Regions from separate parts of the Neogale vison genome. Here region 2 is linked to region 1. Evidence: chromatin contacts called from public Hi-C data. All regions are on one chromosome and are shown on one strand. The core of a region is the stretch at or near the end of the contact, and the rest is flanking DNA. Distances in the headings are between cores, read along the strand shown. Region 1 has its middle 14 kb from the start of SHB. Region 2 overlaps SHB (SH2 domain-containing adapter protein B).

Evidence for each region. Hi-C and Micro-C count contacts between places; a contact is called where the count stands out from the background.
Region 2: a Hi-C map of fibroblasts shows a contact between it and region 1, with 6 times the contacts expected there. The contact joins two enhancer-like sites. A contact is called at or near these places in 2 of 3 Hi-C or Micro-C datasets (fibroblasts and muscle).

Annotation. Positions count from the first base shown.
Region 1 is chr9:33,635,729-33,642,366 of ASM_NN_V1, forward strand. No RefSeq gene overlaps it. Among named protein-coding and RNA genes, the nearest start is that of SHB, 14 kb to the right of the region's middle. Within about 2 kb of position 3,718, the one cell type or tissue checked has open chromatin away from gene starts, as enhancers often do. A contact at or near this core is called in fibroblasts, where this site is marked.
Region 2 is chr9:33,787,659-33,794,812 of ASM_NN_V1, forward strand. It overlaps SHB (SH2 domain-containing adapter protein B), which reads left to right. Exons shown (of 6, transcript XM_044265306.1): 6 at 1,297-2,167. The coding sequence ends at 1,480. Among named protein-coding and RNA genes, the nearest start is that of SLC25A51, 15 kb to the right of the region's middle. Within about 2 kb of position 1,338, the one cell type or tissue checked has open chromatin away from gene starts, as enhancers often do. A contact at or near this core is called in fibroblasts, where this site is marked.

The DNA.
Region 1 (6,638 bases), core at 2,468-4,967:
TCCATTTGTTCTCCTATTCATTCTTCCATTTATCTATTCATTCAATGTACTACAGAGGTGAAGAGCCATACTGCCTGGGTTCAAATCCCAGCTTTGCCTCTTAGTCACTGTGTGATTATAGGCAAGTTACTTAGAAGCTCTGTGTGTCCATTTCTCCATCTCTGAAATAGAAATAAACATGGTGCCTACTTCAGATGGTTAGTCAAAGATTAAATCCATAACAAGTGCTGAGAGCCATGCCTGGCACATAGTCAGGACTCAAAGCATGTTACCTCTGATCATTCATTTGCTCATTCATTAGGCAAATATTCAGAGTACAGAATATACAGGAGTGCAGGCAAAGCTGTACTATGGCCATGGGAAAAGGGATCTAGACACTGCCTTTGAGATGCTCCCAGTCTGCAGGGGGGAAACAGGTTTATAAGCAACTAAATATAAACCAAAATGGTAGATAAAATGCAATGGGGCAAGGGGACAGAAAGGAAGGAGGAACTGATTTAGGGGGAAAGTCTTCCAAAAATGTGACATTTGAACTGGACCCTCTAAGAGTGTAGTATTCAAAAGGTGAGACTGGAGGGAGTCTCTTTCTGGTGGAGCTTGAACCTAGAAATGTGTAAGGACTTAGGAAATAAAGAAAAGTGCTGGTATCTCTAGGGTAGGGTTGCCAGAGAAAATGCAGGACACCCAGTTAAATTTTAATTTCAAATAAACAACGTATCTAAATTTTTAGTACAAGTATGTCCTGAATATACTAAAATTTATTTGCTACCTGAAATTCAAATATTAACTGGGGGGTCCTATAGTTTTATTTGCTGAATCTGGCATCCCTAACCTGGGTTGGGAATAAACCTCTTCTGAAGCCTACGCCCTGATTCTGAGCTCTGTGTCACCTCCCACCCTCCCCTGTCACTCATGTATGGTCTGCCACCTTCATGACTCATTTGGTATTGTTGACTCCAGGCTTTAGAGGGACCCTGATGAACTGTCAGCAAGTCATTCGGTACCATTCTGTTATTAACAATCAGCCTCCCCATCCCCCAGGCAGAGATGAATGGAAAAATCCCACATTTGTTCATTTTTTGAAGGTCACTGTGTCTGCTGTTTTTATGTTCTCTTCTTTATTTTTCTGAGATCACATCTTTTTTTTTTTTTTCTTTTGAGATTCATTAACACCATGTTGGAAAGGAATTCATTCCCTTCATAGTTATTACAAAGATAGAGAAGAAATAAAAAATGCCAGCATAATGAAGTATCTGAAGACCGTGGCACTGGCTGTGAAATGCACCTGGGGAACCTAGGTCTTTGTGGTGGGTCCAGAGTGCTATAGGCTGGTGGCAATTTGCACCAACTCTTTGGGAATCTCTCTCTGTAGCTTCTGCCCAAGTGGGGCCTTTAAAGCTTCAGGTGAGCAGCAGTGGGTGAAGCGGAAGCTCCCCTGCAGAAGGGGAACCTGGCGATCTGCACCCAGGTCAGAGGCTGGGGAAATAAAAGGCGGCCCTTGGGACCTTCCCCTCATCCATAAAACATGCTGCACAAAGTCATTTCACGCCCCAGCATCTGCCTGCTGTTCCAGAAAGGTACACCTATTCATCTCTCTCAAAAATGTTTATGGAGAGAAATTATCAGAAGAGAAAACAAATTCTCTGGTGAGATATTGCCTTTTGTGAGATAGCTAGTTCTGTGGAAACACTGACAATGGGGATGGTGTCTGGCTTGAACGTGTATGCCTGAGAGGGCTGGGAGGAGCCTGTCCTTACAAAATGTCCAGAGCAGGGGGATTCAGCTACCTCGGTGCCTGCCTGTATGACTTGGCTTCTAGATATGGCTGCAGTGAAGTTGCAGAGATTAAAGGGAAGTAGGAGGGGGCATCTTTTTCTTATTGATGCACTCAAAGCTTGCTCAGGCTCCCAGACCAGAAGCCATGAAACAAAATATAATAACTGAAAGAACCACCACCCCCCAATTTGTGTCAGCTGCCGCAGGCAGGAGGGTTTTAATTCATCAGGTACCATACACACACAGGACTGAGGATATACAAGCCTTTCAAGAGCCCAGAAAAATGCTCACACCCCACATACATTCTTGTTGCTCCAGGATACAAAAGGAAAATTCCAAAATCAAAATTTAACCAAATTCCCACAACATACAGTATTATGTCAACTCCCTAAATTGTCCAATTTGGTAGCCATCAAAAGTTTATTATATTTACAAACAATTAGTGGGTCCTTTCGCTTCAAGGAATTCCTAAGTATGTACTGTGATTTCTGAGAAATCACAGCCACTGAAAATTAAATTAGCAAAGTAATTTTGAAAGCCAAATTTAAAAAACACCCTTAAGATTATTTTAAAGTAAAAAATAATTGCACTTACAGTGGAATGTGTGCTATGACATGGGGTGGCACATCCCAGGGTCAGCCTGTTTGAACAGCCCTGGTTCTACGGGTCAAGGGCCATTGAAAGTTTTAAAGAGAGCAGGTGTACACAGAGATGAGTCATGAATAAATGTGTTTATGGACAACTGAGTTGCTTTGTTCACATAACCCAAGAGACCATTCAAGCTGGAAGGGTACTTGGCCACCATGGAGCCCAGTGCAAAGACAGGTCTGGTCTCTGAGTCTCCAGATATCTACCAATTCTCTTTGTATAAGATGAGATACCCGAGGCTCAGAAAGGAGAAAGTCATCCCCTAGTCATACAGCAAAAGCATTTACCAAGGCTGAGGAGCTACAAGCTTAGAAATAGGACTCCAAGACTCCTGCTTTCCAGACTTTGCGCTTAGCACTATACCATGTTTGGATTTCCTGCTTCCTTTGCCAAGGTACTGAGGCATCCCCTTGCCGTTAAGAGAATATCTAGATCTCTTAAAAGTTCACTCACTGCTTTGATTTTGGAGATTCTGAGCTTTCTTAGATGCCTGTTGATGTCCACCATCCACCTGTTCATCTCTTGGCTTTCCCATCTCTGATCCAGGCAACTTCCTTTCCAGGATCTCTGCTGGGAGGCCCACCTCATCCTGTGCAAGGTACTTAGACCAAAAGGTCCTTTCCAGGGGGACTCAGCTAGCTGATTGGTTGGCTAATCTGGCCACCGTACCTACAGCGTTGACACCCGGGCCGTACCCTCTGCCGCCCTCCTGTGGCCACTAGCAAAGGTGCACTAAGTGGGACTCAAAAGTTCACCCCTTTGTGCCAAGCAACTCCAGCCAGTTTGATTACTCTTTCTGGAAAGGCTTCCTTATTCCTGGATGGCTAGTACCTGGACAGCATTCCTTTCCTCCCCTCCTACTACTCCAGTTAACTGCCCATGGCAACTTCAGCTTCTCCAATAAGCAAATCAATCCATCATCTCCCAAGTATCAACTGAGCACCATGGTGTGATAAATCTGGGGAAGGGGAATCCGGAGAGTTCATGTAAAATGTAATCCATAGCCTTGAGGAATTAGTTTACAGTTAATATACGGAGTCAAAACACACACACAGGGACGGCTGGGTGGCTCAGTCGGTTAAGCCGCTGCCTTCGGCTCAGGTCATGATCCCAGGGTTCTGGGATCGAGTCCTACATTGAGCTCCTTGCTTTACCTTTGCCGGCTTGTGCTCTCTCTTTACCTTTGCCGGCTTTTGCTCTCTCTCTCTCTCTGATAAATAAATAAAATCTTAAAACACACACACACACAAAATTAACAATAATTTTATGTTCAACTGTTCTGTGCCAAGAACTTGAAGAATTCAGAAATGGGTGAAGTAATTATAGAGGCCCCTGGAAAGGGCAGATTTGAACTGATATTTGGAAGACAGGAAGTATCTTGAAAACTGAAAACTATAGGAAAAAAATTTCTATGTGTCTCTTTTACACTCACCGTACTACCATATGACTTCTGACACGAGATGTGTGGGTTTTCCACACATCAAGCAATTCTCTAACTCCAGCTGGAAACTCACTTCTGACACTACCTGGAGATAGCAATAGATCTCACAGGTTACGTGTTCAATCCCACAAGACTGCCTCCCTTGCCCCACTTCAGATGCCAATTTCAAGTCCAAGTTACCTGTGCTCCCCAGTTATAACTTGGAGATTCCCACAACCCCCTCCTTGGGTTTGATTAATCTGCTCAAGCAGCTCACAGAACTCAGGAAAAGTTAATTTACTAGATTCAGGTTTATTACAAAAGGATATAATTCAGGAACAGCCAGATAGAAGACATGCTTAAGGCAAAGGAAGTGGGAAGGGGTTGAGGGGCTTTCAGGCCACTCTCCCCACATTTCCATGTTCACCAACCAGGAAGCTCTCTGAATTCCATCTTTATGGGCTTTTATGGAAGCTTCATTACTTAGGCATGATTGATTCAGTCATTGGCCATTGGCGACTAATTCAACTATAGCCCCTCTCCCCTTCCAGGCAAGAGGGTGGATCCTGACAGTTTCAAGGCTCTAATCACTAGGTTGGTTCCCCTGGCAACCAGCCCCCATTTTTAGGGGCTTTCCAAAAGCGCCTCATTAACATAAACAGGTGTGGTTGAAAAGAGCTCGCTATGAATAACAAAAGACAACACTGCACTTTTATGCTCTGAACACTTAAGAAATTCCAAGAGTCTTCGGAGCTTTGTGCTAGGAACAGGATGAAGACCAAGTGTATATTTCTTATTATAAATCACAATACCACAAGAAGAGAAGGAGGAGGATATTCTGGAAGGAAGCAAAGGACATGAGAAATAAACTAAGATAAAAGTTATGGCTAAAATAACATTTCCGGGGCGCCTGGGTGGCTCAGTGGCTTGAGCCGCTGCCTTCGGCTCAGGTCATGATCTCAGGTTCCTGGGCTCTCTGCTCAGCAGGGAGCCTGCTTCCTCCTCTCTCTCTGCCTGCCTCTCTGCCTGCTTGTGATCTTGCTCTGTCAAATAAATAAATAAAATCTTAAAAAAATAATAATAATAAAATAAAATAACATTTCCAAGACCAAATGGAGATGCACTCCCTTCTTACATCATCTCTGGGTGGGCACACCACTTTGTTAGCCCTCTTTGTACAGCACATACCACACTCTGAGTGTGTAATGTTCACATGTCTCCCTCCTATTCATTGGGACCCTTTGGTCATAACACAAATATCCAACTTAAAATTAGCTTAGGCAGAAAAAGAAATTCATGGATTGAAATAGCTGAGAAAGACACCGATAGTACTGGCAAAAGGTCATATGACCAGATCCAGGGCTGACACAATCTTATCATCAGCTTCCTATTTTCTGTCTCATTCTCCATCTCCAGCCTTGTTTTTCACTCTGTTCTCATCTTTTAAGGGCTTCATTCTCTCCCTCCACATCTGAGTTTCCTCCAAGTCAGGACAGATGGCCTCTACAGTAAGCAGTTTCACATACTTCCAGCTGTGGCCGAAGAAACCAGGGAGTCTTCCTCACTAGCTCAATCAGAAGAGACCCAGGGAAAGACTTTCACTGATCCAGCATTCCTTCTGCACTCTTTCCTATATCACAGGGTCTAGAAGTCTGGGAAGTACATGTCCCAGAACCCCTATCTACAGATCCTGGAGTAGAACATTTTATTTTATTTTTTAAAAGATTTTATTTAGAGACACAGCGAGAGAGGGAACATAAGCAGGGGAAGTGGGAGAGGAAGAAGCAGGCTTCCCTCGGAGCAGGGAACCTGATGCGGGGCTCTATCCCAGGACCTGAGCCAAAGGCAGACGCTTAAGGACTGAGCTACCCAGGCACCCCTGGAGTAGATCATTTTAAATAAAAACACTTGGCAAAGTGTAGAAGGCAGAATAAGGTAGAAGATACATTCTTGCCCCTCTGGCAGTGTCAAACTTTAGGCTTAGGCAGATATGACATTTTGCAGTGGTCTTTAAGTATTTTCCTGAAAATCTTAGGCCTTAGAATTGAAGGTAGCTGTGATCATCTCTACTGGTTTCCCATTTCTTCAAATTCTTATCTATGAAAGTTAGTGACAAACTGGTGATCTTCCTTGATCTTTGTTCAGACTTTCCAATGATTTTGTAAGTATTTAATTCCCTTTACTTTTGGGGGTAAGATTTTATTTTTAAGTAATCTCTACATACAGCATGGGGCTCCAATTTACAATCCTGAGATCAGGAGTTGCTTCCTTTTCTGCAGCCAGCCAGGTGCCCCTTAATGCTTTATTAAATACCTCCCTACTTTAAATTCCAGTGAATCCTGTTTGTGACCCTACCCTAACCGATACATGCATATATACATACATATACATTGGAGGAGAGGGAGGGGTCATCACTCTAATGAGGGAAGAAAAAAGATGTGCTAGCTGCCAAATCAAAAGCAATCACACTACCCCATGGGAAACAGTGCGAGGTTAAGTTCAGGTAGGTGGGATGAGATCAAAATATGGAAGGTGTTGAAAATTAGGTATTCAGACTTGATGTGCTGAGGAAGGAGGCCAGGTGAATACAGTAGCAAGAAACACATTGTAGGCCAACCAGTGGTAGTATGTATGGGACAGATTAGGGTGTGGGCAAACAGAAAAGAAGCAATAACCATAAAAGTGCTCTAGAATGGAAGAAATGGGGAAGCACGGAAAAAGGTGCATCTGAGAGATGTGTTGGAAAAAGGAACAGGATATTTTGAGTTGTATTTAAGGTATTTGGCTAGATTGT
Region 2 (7,154 bases), core at 88-2,587, 150 kb after region 1:
GCAGACTTGTGTCCACATGGAGCTCGGCGTCGCTGGCGGCTGGGCCTTGGTGTCCCGGAAGCCCGGCCCCCAGGGCTGGTCACAAGTTCTCGGTGCCAAGGGACAGGGTCTAGAGAAGGCAGCAGGAGGTCCAAGTCCTAGCTTTCTCAGTAAGTGACAAACATGAGGTAAATTGGACTGTCCTTTGGAAACCCAAGCATCTGCATGTGTGGCAGCAACATCATAAAAGGTCAGGCTTGGAGCTGAGTGGGCAGGGAAAAGGTGGCTCAGGCAAAGGCAGATTGACCGAGGAGTGCATGATCTAATGTGGCCGGAGACCCAGGTGGGAGGTGGGAGGGGTCTGCGAGGGCCAGATAGAAGCAGTGTGGCCATTGCCATCCAAGAGCTGTGCCCCCCACAGCGTGTTGATGTAGCTGACACGCTGCGTGGGGCACAGGGCATGAGGCTGTGCTCTGATCTCCGAGGGACCCACACACTGCCCTTTTCAGCAGGTGCCATGCCTGGTGGGTACGGACTGGGCCTTGCTCTGTGGAACTTTCAGTAATTGAGAAGATAAGTAATTGCAGTTCAACAAAGCAAGTGCTGATGGAGGCATGAGTATACTCAATGCAGTCAGAGGAAGAAAGGAGCTCTACTTGTAGGAGCCTGGAAGACTTCCTGGCAGAGGAAACACTTGGGCTGGGTCTTGGAGGAAGAGGCAGAGTTCATTCAACAGAGGGAAGAAGTCCAGAGAAGAGAGTGCCTGCATAGGGGCAGAACTGGGGGCGAAGAACACATGGCCTCATGACATTCCATTGACTAAAGCTAGTCACATGTTTGCAGTGGCTGCAAGGGAGGCTGGGAAATGTAGTCCCTGGCTGGGCCACCCCTTCCTAGTGACAGTAGAGTACTATGGAAAGGGGAGCATTAATTTTTGGGAAACAGCTCTCCTGTCATTTGTGCCACGCTGTTTCCTCATCTGTAAACGGGGTGGGGGGGGTGGCAATGACCTGTCCCGCATACTTGTTAGGGAGCTAGAGACTTAAACACACTGTGCCTGCCATGCAAGGCTTAATACTGCATCAGCAACAGGAAGAGGAGCCAAGTCCAGGGGTTTGTTTTCCTGAGGGAGCCTCCAAAGCTCTTGAGGAGAACCCAGAAGACTCTCCAGCAGTTTCTGTTGCTGGTTCCTAGTCTGTGCTGGGCAGAGGGGTTCCTAGTCTGAGGGGCAGCTGCATTTCATTTCGCCCTGGGTAGCATGGCTGTTCAACCTTGGTCACTCTGCAGATCCCAATAACCTCCATGTTTTGTTCGCAGGAGCAACCAGGGCTTTATGCACATGAAACTGGCCAAAACCAAAGAGAAGTACGTTCTGGGTCAGAACAGCCCCCCGTTCGACAGTGTCCCGGAAGTCATCCACTACTACACCACCAGAAAGCTGCCAATTAAAGGGGCCGAGCACTTGTCCCTCCTCTACCCGGTGGCTGTGCGGACCCTCTGAGCGGACCAGCCCCACGCTGCTCTGTGACAGGGCCCAGACTTGGAGGAGCCAGAGGCCCCCCGGCCACTGTCGCTGGCCACGTCCAGTTTGTCGTGTGTATGGTACTAGCACACCACTGCATGTCTCTAGAATGCTGTTGCCACTCGTGGGGGCTGGAGAAAGCCTGGATAAAGACAGCAGGACAGCCAGCGCGCCACCCCAGCCCCCACCCCCACCCCTCCCTGAGTTTCTGTGAATTAAAATATTTGCAAATCCAAAGAGATGCCTTCCAGGATGAACAAAGGAGAGCAGCTCCAGAGGGGCGCGGGGCGGGGCGGGAGCTCCCTGGGTTGCCGCTCTTTGTTCTCCAGCTGTCACAAATTCACACCTGTGGGAGGGGGCCGTTTCCCACCGGGCCCGCTGGTGCTGGGAGACAAATGCGGGTGCTCTGAGAGCCCACAAGAGCCTGGGAGTCCCGCCTCCCCTCTGGTGTGTGTGTGTGTGTGTGTGTGTATGTATGTGTGTGTGACTGAGTGTGAGCCCATACCTGAGAGAACATGGTCACACACAGATGTGAGTAACCCACTAATCCACTTTTAGTCACTTCAGTATAATCTTTAGGGGATCTTCAAGGAATCATTGTGCAGTCACAAAGAACTTTCAATTATTTATGAATAGGGTGTGTAAATAAAATAGTCATTTAATATATATTCTTAGCCTTTTTTTTTTTTCTTTTTTTAATACACCACAGAGGGTGTCCGAGGGGGGCAGTGCTGGTTTCATCCCCAGAGCAAGGTATGTCTCTGGCACGTGTGGTATGACAGGTCCTGGGGAGGGAGGGAGGCAGAGCCCTCAGCTCAGGGCCAAGGCAGTCAGTGGAGCAGGGGGGTTTTCTTTGCCCCCTGAGAGCCAGCCTCCAGGAAGGTGCAGCCTGGCCCCGCATTCAGCCTCCAGCAGCAGTAGCCTCTGGCGCTGACCCAACAACCAAGCTCTCCCTTCCTCCTGCAGCTGCCCAGGGATGGCAAGTCTGCACAGCACCCAGCCATCCACAGATGGCTCCCCCACCCCTGCGACCCTCTGAGGCATTTAACGTGGGGGAAAGGGTGGCACAGAGAGGGAAAGAAACCTGCGTAAGGTCACAGAGCTCATAAGCAGAAGAGGCTCTTCGGCCCAATTGGCAGGCTCCATGGCCAGCGCTCAGGCTCTCCATGGCCTCGCTGTTACCCTGCTCCTGGTGGAAGACCACTCCTGACCCGTGGGGAGACCTGGAGTTCTCCGGCCATCCACACTGCTTCCCTGCAGATACAAACACTCCTTGCCGCACCCCACCCTAACTTACCTCTGTCCTTGACAGGAGCGGGGACTCCTCCCACCCCTTCAGGGCAGCACCCCCTAAGGCTGTGAGGGGCTCACTCTTTAGTTCCCCCTGAGCTCCCACTCCCACCCCCCACCCCCCGCCCATTCACCCACCACTACACTGGTTAAACGCTGGTGGAAGGAGGAGAATCCAGGATTTCCGGGTGGCTCCACGGGTTAAGCACCTGACACTTGATTTCAGCTCAGCTCACAATCTCAGGGTCATGAGATCGAGCCCTGCGTGAGGTCCTGCACTCAGGACGGAGCCTCCTTCTCCTTTTTTCCTCTACTCCGCCTGCGTGTGCACGCGCTCTCAAGTAAATAAATAAAATCTTTCAAAAAAGAGAAAGAAATAGAAGAGTCCCACCCAACAGCATGACAGACACGGCTTCCATCTACCGACGGAGGCACGGGGAATCCAAACTCGGCCTGAGTTGCGGTGTCTTCTTCAGCGTGCATCTTCCTCCCTGCCCTGCCGATCCGAACGGACGTAAGCTCGGTGACCACCATCCCCAGCACGAGGGGCTCCGTCCGAGCATCAGTGGCAGTCCTAGACCTTCAGAATCGCCCGGGCTTCGGCCATGCTTCCGGCACGCAGCTCGCAAACGGTCTCAGAGGCCCCGAGAAGAGAGCAGACTCGCTGCAGCGCCTGGCAAATGGGCAGAGCAGGACGGAGAGCTGTGCCCGCGGAGGGGGCTGCCGTGGATTGCCAGGGTTTGTAGCCAAAGCTGTTTCCTTGGCAACCGTTCTTTCTGCCCAGTCCACCCCTTGGGTCGTCCTCCCTGGTGCTGTCTTGGTCCTGACAGCCGTCCCCCGGCCCCAGCCCCGCCTGCGGCTCCCACAGGCCAAGCTGCCTCATGATTACCACTTAGGCCACGGCTTTGGTCTGGTCTTCCAGACTCCATCCTGACCTTTTGTCTGTTTCGCATTTTCCCAAACGTCCTTTAAGGCAAGAGAGTACCTGGAGTGATTCACATTTCTCTCTCCCTCCCTATCTCTCTTTTTTAGTGGATGAGAAAATGAGAGTAATTGGCATTTGTCCAAACAAGTGCCAAAGGAGACTGGATCCCCAGGGTCCACTTAGAGGAGGCTGGGGACGTGGGAATAGCCCCTCAAGCTGGGGGGGGGGGAGGGGTGAGCCCGTATGAGCTTTCTCCTCCACCTGCAGGCCCAGAGGCCGACGGGGCACTTCGGTGGCTGCAGGCTGGGTCAGTACAGGAGCTGTGTGAACTTCTCAGTGGACAATCTTGCACACCAAATTCCTCGTCAGAAAAGACTCTCCGTGTTGGGGCACCTGGGTGGCTCAGTGGGTTGAGCCTCTGCCTTTGGCTCAGGTCATGATCTCAGGGTCCTGGGACCAAACCTGGAGTTGGACTCTCTGCTCAGCGGGGAACCTGCTTCCTCCTCTATCTCTCTCTCTTTGCCTGCCTCTCTGCCTACTTGTGATCTGGGTCTGTCAAATAAATAAATAAAATATTTAAAAAAAAAAAAAAGGGAAGAAAGAAAGAAGGAAAAGGTTCTGTGCCTATCGCCTGAAAAACTAGCTTTCTTTGCTGTTGACTTTGCTCTCTTAAGGGATTCCTGGGCCCTCCCCTGCCCTAATCTTCCTGAAGTTTCCCTGGGAGGCCCAAATTCCAGCTACCCTTAGGGACAGAGGAGCTAGCTTACAGGATGGGAGCTGCTAAAAGGAATTTTTGCCTTAATTTTACGAACCTCTCCCTCTTCTTCCTCTAATTGTGACCATTTCCTCTGTCGGTGTGTATTCATGTTTTCTTGGATATCTAACAATTGAAACGGCTTTTCCCTTTCAGAAACACTCACATTCAGGTTACTGGCATTGGTTTGGTTTTGGTTTGGACTTTTTTTTTTTTTTTTCATCAGCTGCCAATTAATGGAAAAAATGAGCTGGATTTCTTTGACGGGGGAAAAAAATAGGCTCCCTGCCACACAATATCTCGTCCTCAGCATTTTGTTTCAGAACACAACCTCCAGCCACTAACTGGCTGCGCTGCTCAGAGCCACAGCACTGGGTTTTTTGTTTTGTTTTGTTTTGTTTCCTTTCTTTCCCTTTTTTGCGGGCCCCATTATTGACCATAATGCCCAACCACTTCAGCAGCTCCATCCTTGAGCCCTGAGGAGTCAAGGACCTTTTTGTCAACCCCCCCCCACCACAAGATGGTGACCACAGGAAGAAAGGAGGCTTTGTGGGGAGAGAGGGCCCACCTGCCCGTCGGGAGAGAGCTTCATGGAGCTGCTTTTCTAAGGAAAATGGTGAAAAGGGTCTGGGGTTTCAGGAAGGTGGGGCCAATTGGAGCTGAGCTATGGGTCCCCTCCCAGGGTGGTTTAGGGCTGGTGCCTCTCTGTGGCCAGTGAGTGAGCGGAGGGGAATCGTCATCTCGCTTCCAGCAAAGGCCTCATGTCAACAGGTAAAGCCCTCGGCGAGCATTCTGCTTCTACTGTGGTCATGGGACCTGGAGATTCTCTTTGTAAGATTTTAACCCCAAGCTCTGGCCAGTTCTCCAGGACACTGCAAAAGCGGTTGATGTCCCTCCTCCAAGGGCCTAGCAGGGACAGACAGCCAGACTTGCCATTTGCTCTCACGGACCCTAGGGACGGTGCGCGCAGAAACCCGGCAGACGGGACAGGCTGGCATTTGGAGTTGGCCCATGGGCGCCCATGAGGCATCCGGCTGGATCGGGCAGCCGTCCAGCAAGCTGCCACGTCTGTCTCCTCCCCCTTCCAGATTCACTTACCAGCACAGACCAAATGGATCAAGATGTCCAGAAGGAGCCAGCACAGCCCAGAGCCTTAGCTGTCGGAGCACCTTCCAGAACCCCACAGAGACCCACTCGGGTGCTACCGGGACATGGGTAGCTGCCTTCAGCCTAGCCATCCCCTCTCTTTGGGGCTGTGGGTCACTGCCAAGAACCTGTGCCAGCCACCTACTGCTGAAAAAGCATCCCATAAACTCTAATTCTGTGTGATAAGCTGTACGATAATGTATATTTAATGTGAAGCTTTTAACATCCAGTTGTCTTGTTTACATGAACCTCATTGAGCACACGTGTTACTTCTTTGTGTTGCGACCATGTGCCCCAGAAATCTAGTTTGATTGCCTTCTGCTCACAGGGGCTGAGGCTCTGCCATCATCCCCCAAAGGTGAATTGTTACAGGAAAAACAGAACCTCCTGCTTCCTAATTAAGAGAAAGATAGAGCCCTAATGAGCTCGTTAAATGAAAACAAATTAATTTGTTCAGCAAACATTTGTTGAGTACCTCCTGGTACTCGGACCTGGTGGATACACAGGAGAATGAGACCCAGACCCTACCCTGTGGAAGTTTCTATAGTGGGGGGAAAACAGGGAGCTACACATGGTCTAACAGGGTGGGGCCAAGAGCCGAGGGGGCCCAGATGCAGGGGATTGAATCTGCCTTCCTTGGTCAGGGAAAGGGCCTTGAAGGATGAGGGCTGAGTGTTCCAGGCAGAGGAACAGGTGCGGAGATCACCAGGGAGAGTGGAACTGCCCAGCATAGTACAACCTGCCGCAGCAGGAAGTGACAAGCCTGCTGGGTCTCCTTGGGCTTCATCCTGGGGAGGTGAGAAAAAACAAAGCAGGGCAAGGGGACGTGCATTGATCTTCTCCAGTCAGGAAGCAATTCCCTGAAGACTTGGGAGGTGCTGGCCTCCTGTTTTCTGGGCCTGTTTTTTCTGGAGGAAGTGATTCCTAAAGGAGAGGTGCAGGGTCTCCCATCATTTGCCCTCAAACTAGCATCGTTATGACGGCATCATGCAGCCCGAGGTAGGAAGGGTGGGGGAGGGTCTGTGGCCCAAACGCACTCAACACAGATCGGCACCTGTGGGGTGGCACCTGACCCCCACCTCCCGGTGTAGGAATTCATGCCTCTCCTGCCCCTCTCTCCCAAGGACAGGGCCTTCTGCCCCGCAGCAGGCCCCTTCCTCCCCCATGGTCCCCAGGACTTAGGCTTTGGTTCTCTTCTCCCTCTCATTTTCCAATGATCCCGAATCCACTCCTCCAACTCCCAAGCCCAAGCCCCTCAGAGCACACCCCACACCATAACCACACCACACACACACACACACACACACACACACACACACACACCCAGGGCCCAGCCAAGGGCAATGCCAGTGCTCTGCAACCAGGAATTTCCTGAAGGGCAAGGAGAAAATGTCTTTGGTGGTCACTTCCAAACTCCGTTTTACGTTCTAGGAAGGATTTTATTTCTGCCAGTTCAATTTAACAAACACTGAGCATGCAGCAGAGCCAGTGACAAACAATGACCTGGAGCAGGAAGCTGGGCAGAGGAAACATCCTCA